Linked DNA regions of Mus musculus: region 1 is linked to region 2. The links are chromatin contacts, called in public promoter capture Hi-C maps. All regions are on one chromosome and are shown on one strand. The core of a region is the stretch at or near the end of the contact, and the rest is flanking DNA. Distances in the headings are between cores, read along the strand shown. Region 1 holds the start of Kctd6 (potassium channel tetramerisation domain containing 6). Region 2 overlaps Pxk (PX domain containing serine/threonine kinase).

The links. Promoter capture Hi-C pulls out the DNA fragments that hold promoters and counts their contacts.
Region 1: a contact with region 2 is called in a promoter capture Hi-C map of pre-B cells. The contact joins the promoter of Kctd6 here to the enhancer-like site in region 2. A contact is called at or near these places in 7 of 39 promoter capture datasets (the C10 cell line, the HPC-7 cell line, cranial neural crest and 4 more), 5 of 484 Hi-C or Micro-C datasets (CD8 T cells, Th1 cells, cortical neurons and 2 more), 10 of 115 datasets of contacts at active chromatin or transcription factors (the 230-238 cell line, embryonic forebrain, embryonic stem cells and 3 more) and 3 of 9 other capture datasets (adipose tissue, liver and pancreatic islet).

Annotation. Positions count from the first base shown.
Region 1 is chr14:8,211,459-8,215,602 of GRCm38.p6, reverse strand. Kctd6 (potassium channel tetramerisation domain containing 6) reads right to left here and starts at 1,522. Exons shown (of 3, transcript NM_027782.3): 1 at 1,261-1,522.
Region 2 is chr14:8,112,518-8,117,064 of GRCm38.p6, reverse strand. All of the region lies in intron 1 of Pxk (PX domain containing serine/threonine kinase), which reads right to left. Among named protein-coding and RNA genes, the nearest start is that of Pxk, 17 kb to the right of the region's middle. Within about 2 kb of position 2,599, at least 29 of the 459 cell types and tissues checked have an H3K27ac peak or open chromatin away from gene starts, as enhancers often do. A contact at or near this core is called in the 230-238 cell line, microglia and pre-B cells, where this site is marked.

The DNA.
Region 1 (4,144 bases), core at 273-2,772, 100 kb before region 2:
CCGCCCTTTACTACTCGCAGCATCACCAAAATTTAAATAGGTAAGTCAGACACGGTGGGCGAACATGCAGGTTAGGACCAATCTGTGTTCCCACTCTGTCCCGTCCCTGGCCCTCCTTTCCCGGAGATCCCACCGCAGTTGCCGTGAGAAAAACTAAAGGTAAAATGATGTCCAGCGTTCGCAGAGACAAACAGACACGTGAGCTCTCGGGACTTCTAGAAAGCATGACTCAGGGTTGTCTCAAGATAAAGCAGAAGACACACATACGTGTTCCGTTTAAAATAGACCCCAACTATTAAAATCCAGGATGCGACGATGGATCATAGGAGTGACCATAAGACTGCTTTCCACGCTATTGCTTCAGCTAAAATACACTTTAAAAATTTTCAAATTCTATGGCCATCTTTCTACCTACGGTATTACAAAAAACTAAGAATCCGTGTGGGCTCCTGGTTTTCATCCAAAGGGTGATTCTCCCACCCTACCTACTTAGATCTTTACTCTTTTGAAACACTTCTGGCTTTGGGCCTGTAATACCCCACCATTATTCCCATACTAGAATATCTGCAACAGCGAAAAAGATGAGCCTGCCAAGGGGGGTACATTGGAGCAGGTTGTTTGGGCTATCCCAGACATTCTTAGCTAAACCAGGTCACATCGGTCTATTTGTCTGCATCACGAAATCCTGAAACCAGGTTTATCAACTTGCTGTATGTACTGGTGTACAGAACAGAAACATGACAACTTCAGCAGAATATCCAAACAGGATCTCAGTCACGTTTCGTTTCCCCGTCCCACCCCCAGACACAGCCTCCGCTGCCATCGCCCAGCAGGTGCTGCAGGGGCTCCCCACGACCTCGCCAAGGATCACCTCTTAACACCCAGCACTAAATCGCCGTGACATCCCAAAATTCCGGTAAAAAGCTGCAATTTGTGCACAAAACCCAAAAAGCAGAGCTTTAAACTAGGGCAGTGGCGGCTAATAAACACCACTCCCCAAAACACCAACCCTTTGCCCCGCAGAGCCCGCTGGTCCCTACTCCGCGGTCTCCCGCAAGCCAAGCCCGGCCGGCCACGCGCACCGAGCCCCGAACCCGAGCCGGAGCCCAAAGCCCGAGGCGGCCGCGCGTCCCCGATTTCCCCGCCCAGGCCCCGCCGCGGGCTCGTGCCAGCCCGGGGACGCGCGGCCGCCACCCGCCGTTCTCCTCAGCCCGACTTCCCGCAGCCCCGGCCCGCAGGCCCCGCTCGCGCCCCACTCACTGCACGAGCGCGGAGGCGACCCGGCCGGGAGACGCCGGCGGCCCGAGAGCGCGAGCGCGGGGACGAGCGAGCCCGCGCCCCGCGGCGGCAGCGGCGGCGGTGGCGGCGGCGGCGGCGGCGGCGGCAGAGGGGACGAGTGAGCCGGAGCCCGGAGTTGCGGCTCCAGCTGCCCGGCGCGGGCGGCGCCTTCTCAGCAGAGTCGCGGCGCCGAGAACGCGGACGCCCCCTATCGGCGGCGCGGGGCGAAGGCCGGGAAGCCGGATCGCCGCGGGCACTCTGGGCGCTGCCGGGGCGGCGTGGTCAGGCGGGCTCTGCAGCAGTCCCGAAGCCCCGCCTCCGTCCCGTTCCTATCCCCGCCCCGCCCAGGACTCCCGCGCGGAGCTCCGCCCAGGCCACGCCCCTAACTCCCCCTCCGCTTTCAGCCTCTCCTCCTGGCCGCCAGCAGTCTCTTCCCTGCTTGCCCAGGACTCCTTCTCCGCAACTGTTTCTCCTCAGCTGTTTTCACTAAGTCGATAGACCTCATCGCATGCAGGGCTTAGAGAGAAGAGCAGCCACCCAGACCGAGGCGCGTCTCAAGACTCAAAAAAGCAGCCAGTAGACACACACAAGACAAGTTCGAATCCTGGTGAGAGCGGTCCAATAAGAAGGCTGCCTTGGCCGGGCTTGGTGGCATACGCCAGAACTCCGGAGGCAGAGGCAGGTGGATTTCTGAGTTCGAGGCCAGCCTGGTCTACAAAGTGAGTTCCAGGACAGCCAAGGCTACACAGAGAAACCCTGTCTTGAAAAAACAACAACAAAAAAAAGAAGGCTGCCTTGGAGAATAAGGGAAGATGTGACGATCTGATATATATAAAATATTAGTATACATTTAATGTTATTAATATTGATGTAATTATATTATATTAATATATACATAATAATGTAGTTAATATTATTAATGTATTAATATATAAGACTCCTGGCCTTATATATTAAGGCAGGCCATTCTGTAAAGTAATGGCTTAGAGGGACCACCGATCCAGCCTTTTAGGCAGAGAAGAGCAGCCAGTTAGAAGGGCAGAGCTAACTAACGTCATCCTGTGTAATACCTCTGAGGATCTTAGTCTGGATGGGACTGGCAAGGGTAATGTCCCTTCAGGAAGGACATCAAGGCTGCAGGGCTAATTGGATTCCATGCATAGACAAGATGCAAAAGCCACCACTTCTAGCTAGCCAGATCTCAATCCACTTCTACATGGGTGAAAAGCCACTGGCCTTAGAAACTCACCTGGGCCAGGCATAGTAAAAGTAGTGCACATCCTTAATGCCAGCACTTAGAGGCAGTGGCATGTGGGTCTCTTGTGAGCTCTAGGTTAGCCTGGCCCACATAGCTAGTCTCTAGGACAGATGAGGCTACATAACGAGACCCTTTCTCAAAAGAACAAAACAGAAACTTACCTGGTTTACACATCTGCATGTTTGTGAGGTGGTTCTGAAATCTAGTTTTTATATGTATGATCATCATCTAATATTCTATTTTTTCTCCAAAAATCAAATTGATAGGTTAAATAAGCAATGTGGACTTCAACACAATGGACGGCTACATTGACATCTAAGCAAGGATACAAACTAATTAAGAATATGGGAATAGGGCTGGAGAAATGGCTCAGCGGGTAAGAGCACTGACTGCTCTTCCGAAGGTCCTGAGTTCAAATCCCAGAAACCACATGGTGGCTCACAACCATCTGTAATGGGATCTGATGCCCTCTTCCGGTATGTCTGAAGTCAGCTAAAGTGTACTTATGTATAATAATAAATAAATCTTTTTAAAAAGAATATGGGAATATGCTCCTGCAAATCAGGACACAAAATCATACATACAGGACCCCAATGTTGATTTTAATACATACAGTACCCCAATGTTGATTTTAATACATACAGTACCCTAATGTTGATTTTAATACATACAGCACCCCAATGTTGATTTTAATACATACAGTACCCCAATGTTGATTTTTTTTTCCCTATTTTTTTGTTTGTTTTGAGACAAGTCTTCTCTGTGTAGCCTCGCTGTGCTGGAACTCACTCTGTAGACCAGGCTGGCCTCAAACTCAGAGATCCGACTGCCTCTGCCTCCCAAGTGCTGGAATTAAAGGCGTGCGCCACCACTTCCTCACCCACCCTCCCATTCCCCCCCCACCCCCCGGCAGCCCCTACTAACATTGATTTTTTTTTTAAAGGAGTACACATAGACAAAAACTTTGATGACTAAACCATTGAACATGGTATTCCAAGGCAACAGGATACAAATGTTAGTAACTTTTGCAAAAGATTTTCTCAAAAATTATGTGTATTTAAAAATTTATATATTTTGCTTGCAATGTATGTAAGATGCTGCCTGTGCTACTTTCAATGCCTGTGCAGGCCAGAAGATGGTGGTGCATCCCTTGGAATTGACCTTATAGACGGCATTCTTAGCTACCATGTGGAGCTGGGAATAGAACCCTGGTCCTCTGGAAGAACAGCCATCTCTCCAGCCTCCACTTATTGCTTCTTAATGTTCTTCTGAATTTTATTTATTTTCTACAATATGTGGATATTGGACTTACAGTCAGAAAAATACAATGAGTATGGATGTTTGTCTTTGTGGTACTAAAGACTGAATCCAGGACAGTACAAACTAAACACTCTCTGTACTGCTAAACTATACCACTTGTCCCATAATGTATTCTACAAAAAGAAAACATAGAAATCACTGATGATCAACATCTCTCGGATTTGGCATCACTACAATTGAACTGCTTTTAATTTACTGGTATCTCTGGAAAAGTCACCTCCCATATTTCTCCAAATAAAGACCATATATATATTTAAAGACAAGGTTATCACCAAGTAGATCAGGCTG
Region 2 (4,547 bases), core at 1,350-3,849:
CAAAAACTTATGTAAGTTCTATTATTTTCCCTGGATCTCACAAGAATATGAGAAAACTGACTCCTGAGAGCTGTCCTCTGACTCTACGTGAGCTGTGATGGTGTATGCCTGCTTTCACACACACACACACACACACACACTCTCTCTCTCTCACACACATGCGTGCACACACGCACGCACATACACACACATACACATAAAACAAATTGCTTACTTTAAAAATAAACTTAAGGCCAGCCTGGTCTACAAAGTGAGTTCCAGGACAGCTAGGGCTACAGAGAAACCCTGTCTCAAAAAACTAAAATAAATAAATAAATAAACAAACAAACAAACTTAAATCATAAAGAGTGATAAAATCGCTCTATTTGGGAAAGGACTACATCTATGACGACGCCAAGAGCAGCGGCTGTGTTGTAGTCTGTGAGCCCCATGTGCTGTGTAGTTGCAGACAGATGAAAGAAAGATGAAAAACTAGAGAGGCAATTTTGCTCAGAACATTTCTATTCTGCTTCAATGGATCAAAACTACTTCCTGACTAAATAGTCGTTGATTTTTTTTTCAAGATTCCTCAGAATTGCCATACAAACTGGCCAAAATGAAATACCTCACTCAAATTTCCATTGTTTGAGCTGTCCACTGCCCAAAAGCCCTGGAGACCTGAAATCAGCTTCCTCCTGAGCTGAAGGCTGAGATGGCACCCCAGATTCTCCAGTGACTCGTGCCCACCCTTCTCACCCTCTCTGACATGGAACAGACCCTGTGTGCGGATAAGAGAGCGTCAATCACCAAGGTCCTAAAAGACAGACAGGAGCACTAAGAAGCCCAGGCTACACCAGCCTAGGCACCTGTAGTTACTTCCTAGAGAGCTCCCTCCCTCCTCGCCTTCCTGCCACCACACATTTACTCTTGGTATGCAAGGGAGTTGGGAGCACTTGGGCACTGTGGCAAGTCATTATAGTCTGGTGCTGACATTTTCCAAATTGGACATGTACTAGGTCACATGATATGTGGCATAAAAGAAGAGAGAAGAGAATTAAGAGGAACCTCCACCCTGCAGAAATAAAACCTTTGCATGGGCAGGACACCAGTGAACCAAACCAAGCCCCGGCCCAGCCTACATGACCTTCCTCTTCCCTTCCTCTCACCCTAAGGGCTCAGCTCGTTTGTTTCTCTGAGTATATCGTCCACACTTAACTTAAGTCTCTTGGGGTTGTAAACATGGAGAAGCATCACCCTCATGAAAGAGCAAGGGAGCTGCGCTTTGTGAGAGCAGCTATCTGGTCTGGGATGGGAGGCAGCCCTGCCTTGTCTACCTGGTCTGAGATGAGAGGCAGCCCCACTGCCTTGTCTCCAGAGATGAGCCAGTTCTCTCAGGTGACTCCCAAGCTCACTTCTCTACTGGCACTGGTCCCTCACTGGAAGGACCAGGGAGAATGCTGCAAACAAGAGACAAACAGTACTTCTCTGCGCTGGAACTTCCCATGGCTCCCACTGGCCACAGGTTAAGTCCCCAACCAACCTTCTACATTCTCGTACATCCTGACCAAACGAACCTTTTCTTTCTATTTAATACTTCTCTATCAGACTGCTGATATCCTAAAAACTCCTGTTTTATGCCGTTCAGTCTGCTGTTCAAAATATTTAAATCCTGGAGTGCTCAGCTTTTTAAATGTTAACGCTATTTCCGTCCGTCCCGTGTCCATGCTTGGGAAAATAGCTCTCTCTGACTGGATTAGTCTGGAAGAGCTCTGCACGTTTCTTACGTTGCCGATCTCCCCCGGCACACTGTGAGGTCAGCACCGAGACAGAGCAAGGGCTCCTGAGAGGCTTTTGCCACGGACCTCGCCCTTGGGAATGAGAAAGTCTGTACCTACCATAAACAGGTAAAATCTACGTGCTCTAAAAAAGGGCCACAGGATCTCTAGGTCTCAGATTGAGACCTCTCTAAGGAACTAACATTCAGGCTAGGTGTGGTGACACATACTCAGGAGGCTAACACAAGATAATAGAGTTCACAGGCCGTCAATCTTCAGGCCTGCTGGTAACACAGTGAAGACCTTGAGTCAAACAAGCAAGCAAACAAACAAACAACCATACTTTGTTTAAGGTTCAAACTTAGAAAGCCAAACAGTGCAGCAGCTGTGACTGAGGCAGAGACATCCTGAGGGTCATCATGTCTTCTGAGGAACTCTCAGAATAGAATGGCTTGTTCAGCTCACTGGCACCTGCCTGGCTCTACCATCCTTAATATATCACTTAGAATGAATGATTTACTCTTTGCTCTGATAAATGGGCATCATTTATCACTGTTTCTTCTGTAGACTTTCAGTGCTAGAACCTAGTTTTTATTCTCTGTCAATTTCTGTGCAAATCAACAGTGTGCAAAAAAAGAAAAAAAAAACACCCTCAAACAAATGAAATTCTTAAGGATTTTAAAGGCATCTGAAGAACCACAAATTCTTAATATAAACTCTGGCAGGTGAGAGAAGCCAAGCGCATCTCCTTCCAACCACTAGAGTCTGTTTAAAACTTCTAACTAATTACATCATAGAACCTTCAGCTTTATTCTTCCCCAAACAAAATCCCCCTATTTGGTTTATGCAAAACCAAAAAGTGTAGTTTCTTTCTGCTCACAGCATAGTCAAGGAAAGCACACAGCCCACTTTGATCTCTGCAGTGAACACGTTCATGATCTCAGGCCCTTTTGAAGTCCATGCTCTCTTCCGTGGAATGGTCTCTCCCAACAGAAGAGCTGGTCTGCACAAACTTCAGAGACAGATGGTGCTCCAGTTAGAGACAGTCCGAGAGGAAGCACTCTGAACTCTGCTGACCTCAGACAGGGCTACAGAATGCATGTGCTTGTTTGTGTCTCAGACAGGGTCTCTCACTGCGTAGCCAAGGCCGAGCCCGAGTTCATGATTCTCTTGCCTCAGCCCTCCAAGTACTGGGATCATAGACGTGTGCCACCTAGCCTTTGGATGCATGTTAAACAGGCAACTCTTGGAGCATTTTATAGTATAGTGGCCCTTAGATTCTACCAAGAAAATGATATAATTTGCTAAAATGAGAACTCAGTAACTAATCCTTATATCACACATAATGGCTCCTCAAAAAAAAAAAGCTGTTAAATGAAATATAACTTTCACTTATTTGTCCAGTTATTTGTGTGCCTCAAAACTGTAGAAACAGATGCACTGGCCATGGGGTACCACCTGTCACACAGCTAGGACAGAGCATTAAGCAGATGAACTGACCTGCTGGAGGGCCAGTTTCTCTGTGTGTCTGACCCAGGGACTGCAGAGGGCTGAAGTGTCCCTCTCCTTTATGCCACTGGCGTCAGGACACAGGGTAGCGACAACAGACACCCTGACTCAAGGCCCAACTGGTACCTTCTAGTTTACCAGGATAATTTTTCTGAGCCTCAGTTTACCCCTCTACACAATCCTATCTTTCCAGTGCAGCTATGTCGAATACTAAATGAGAGCGCTGTCAGAGGTGCCACTAGGATGGTCAGGTTCCGAGTTCTCAAAGTGTCTGCAGTCTTTACGGCATAGCAGTGCCTGGGTCAAAAAGAGAACAGCAGCAGCCATTCTCCTCAGCAGGGATAACAAGTCCAACTTCTGTCACTCTAGCCCTACGACTCCTATTCCTCCCCACTTTACCACACTACAATGTCATGGTCAATTAACATACGTAAATTTTATAATAAGGAAAATCAAGGTTTTTGTTTTTGTTTTTTCGAGACAGGGTTTCTCTGTGTAGCCCTGGCTGTCCTGGAACTCACTCTGTAGACCAGGCTGGCCTCAAACTCAGAAATCCACCTGCCTCTGCCACCCAAGTGCTGGGATTAAAGGCATGTGCCAACACTGCCCTGCTGAAAACCAACTTTTAAAACATTTATTTACTCTGTGATTTACTCTGTGTGTGTGTGTGTGTGTGTGTGTGTGAGAGAGAGAGAGAGAGAGAGAGAGAGAGAGAGAGAGAGAATATGACCCTGTAGAGTTGGAGTTGGCTTTCCCTGACCATGTGGACCTCAGGGATTTTGTTCAGGTTGTAAGTCAGGTTGTAAGCACATTTACCTGTTGAGCGATCTCATTGGCCCCAAAACCAGTTTTTAAGAAGTAAGTTGGCGGATTTCTGAGTTCGAGGACAGCCAGGGCTACACAGAGAAACCCTGTCTCGAAAAACAAAACAAAACAAAAAATAAAGAAGTAAGTTGGTTTGTAGGCTGGGGCATTCATTGCACAGCAGTAGAATACTTGCCCAGCTGGAGGCTAGAGAGCTGGAGGCACTTTGTTCAATCCCAGCACTGAGAGAAAACACAACACATTGGAGGCTACACTTATCATTTAAACTGCACAGCTTTAAGCAAGACTTCTGAGAGGAAAGGACTGAGATGCCACATCTGATTATCAATAACAAATAGAGTTGATCCCTCTTTTCATTTGATAAGGGACCATCCTGTCATCACCCACTGGTGGGTTTTTTTGGTTGGTTGGCTGGGTTAGTCTTTCAAGAAAGGGTTTTTCTGGGTAACAGCCTGGGCT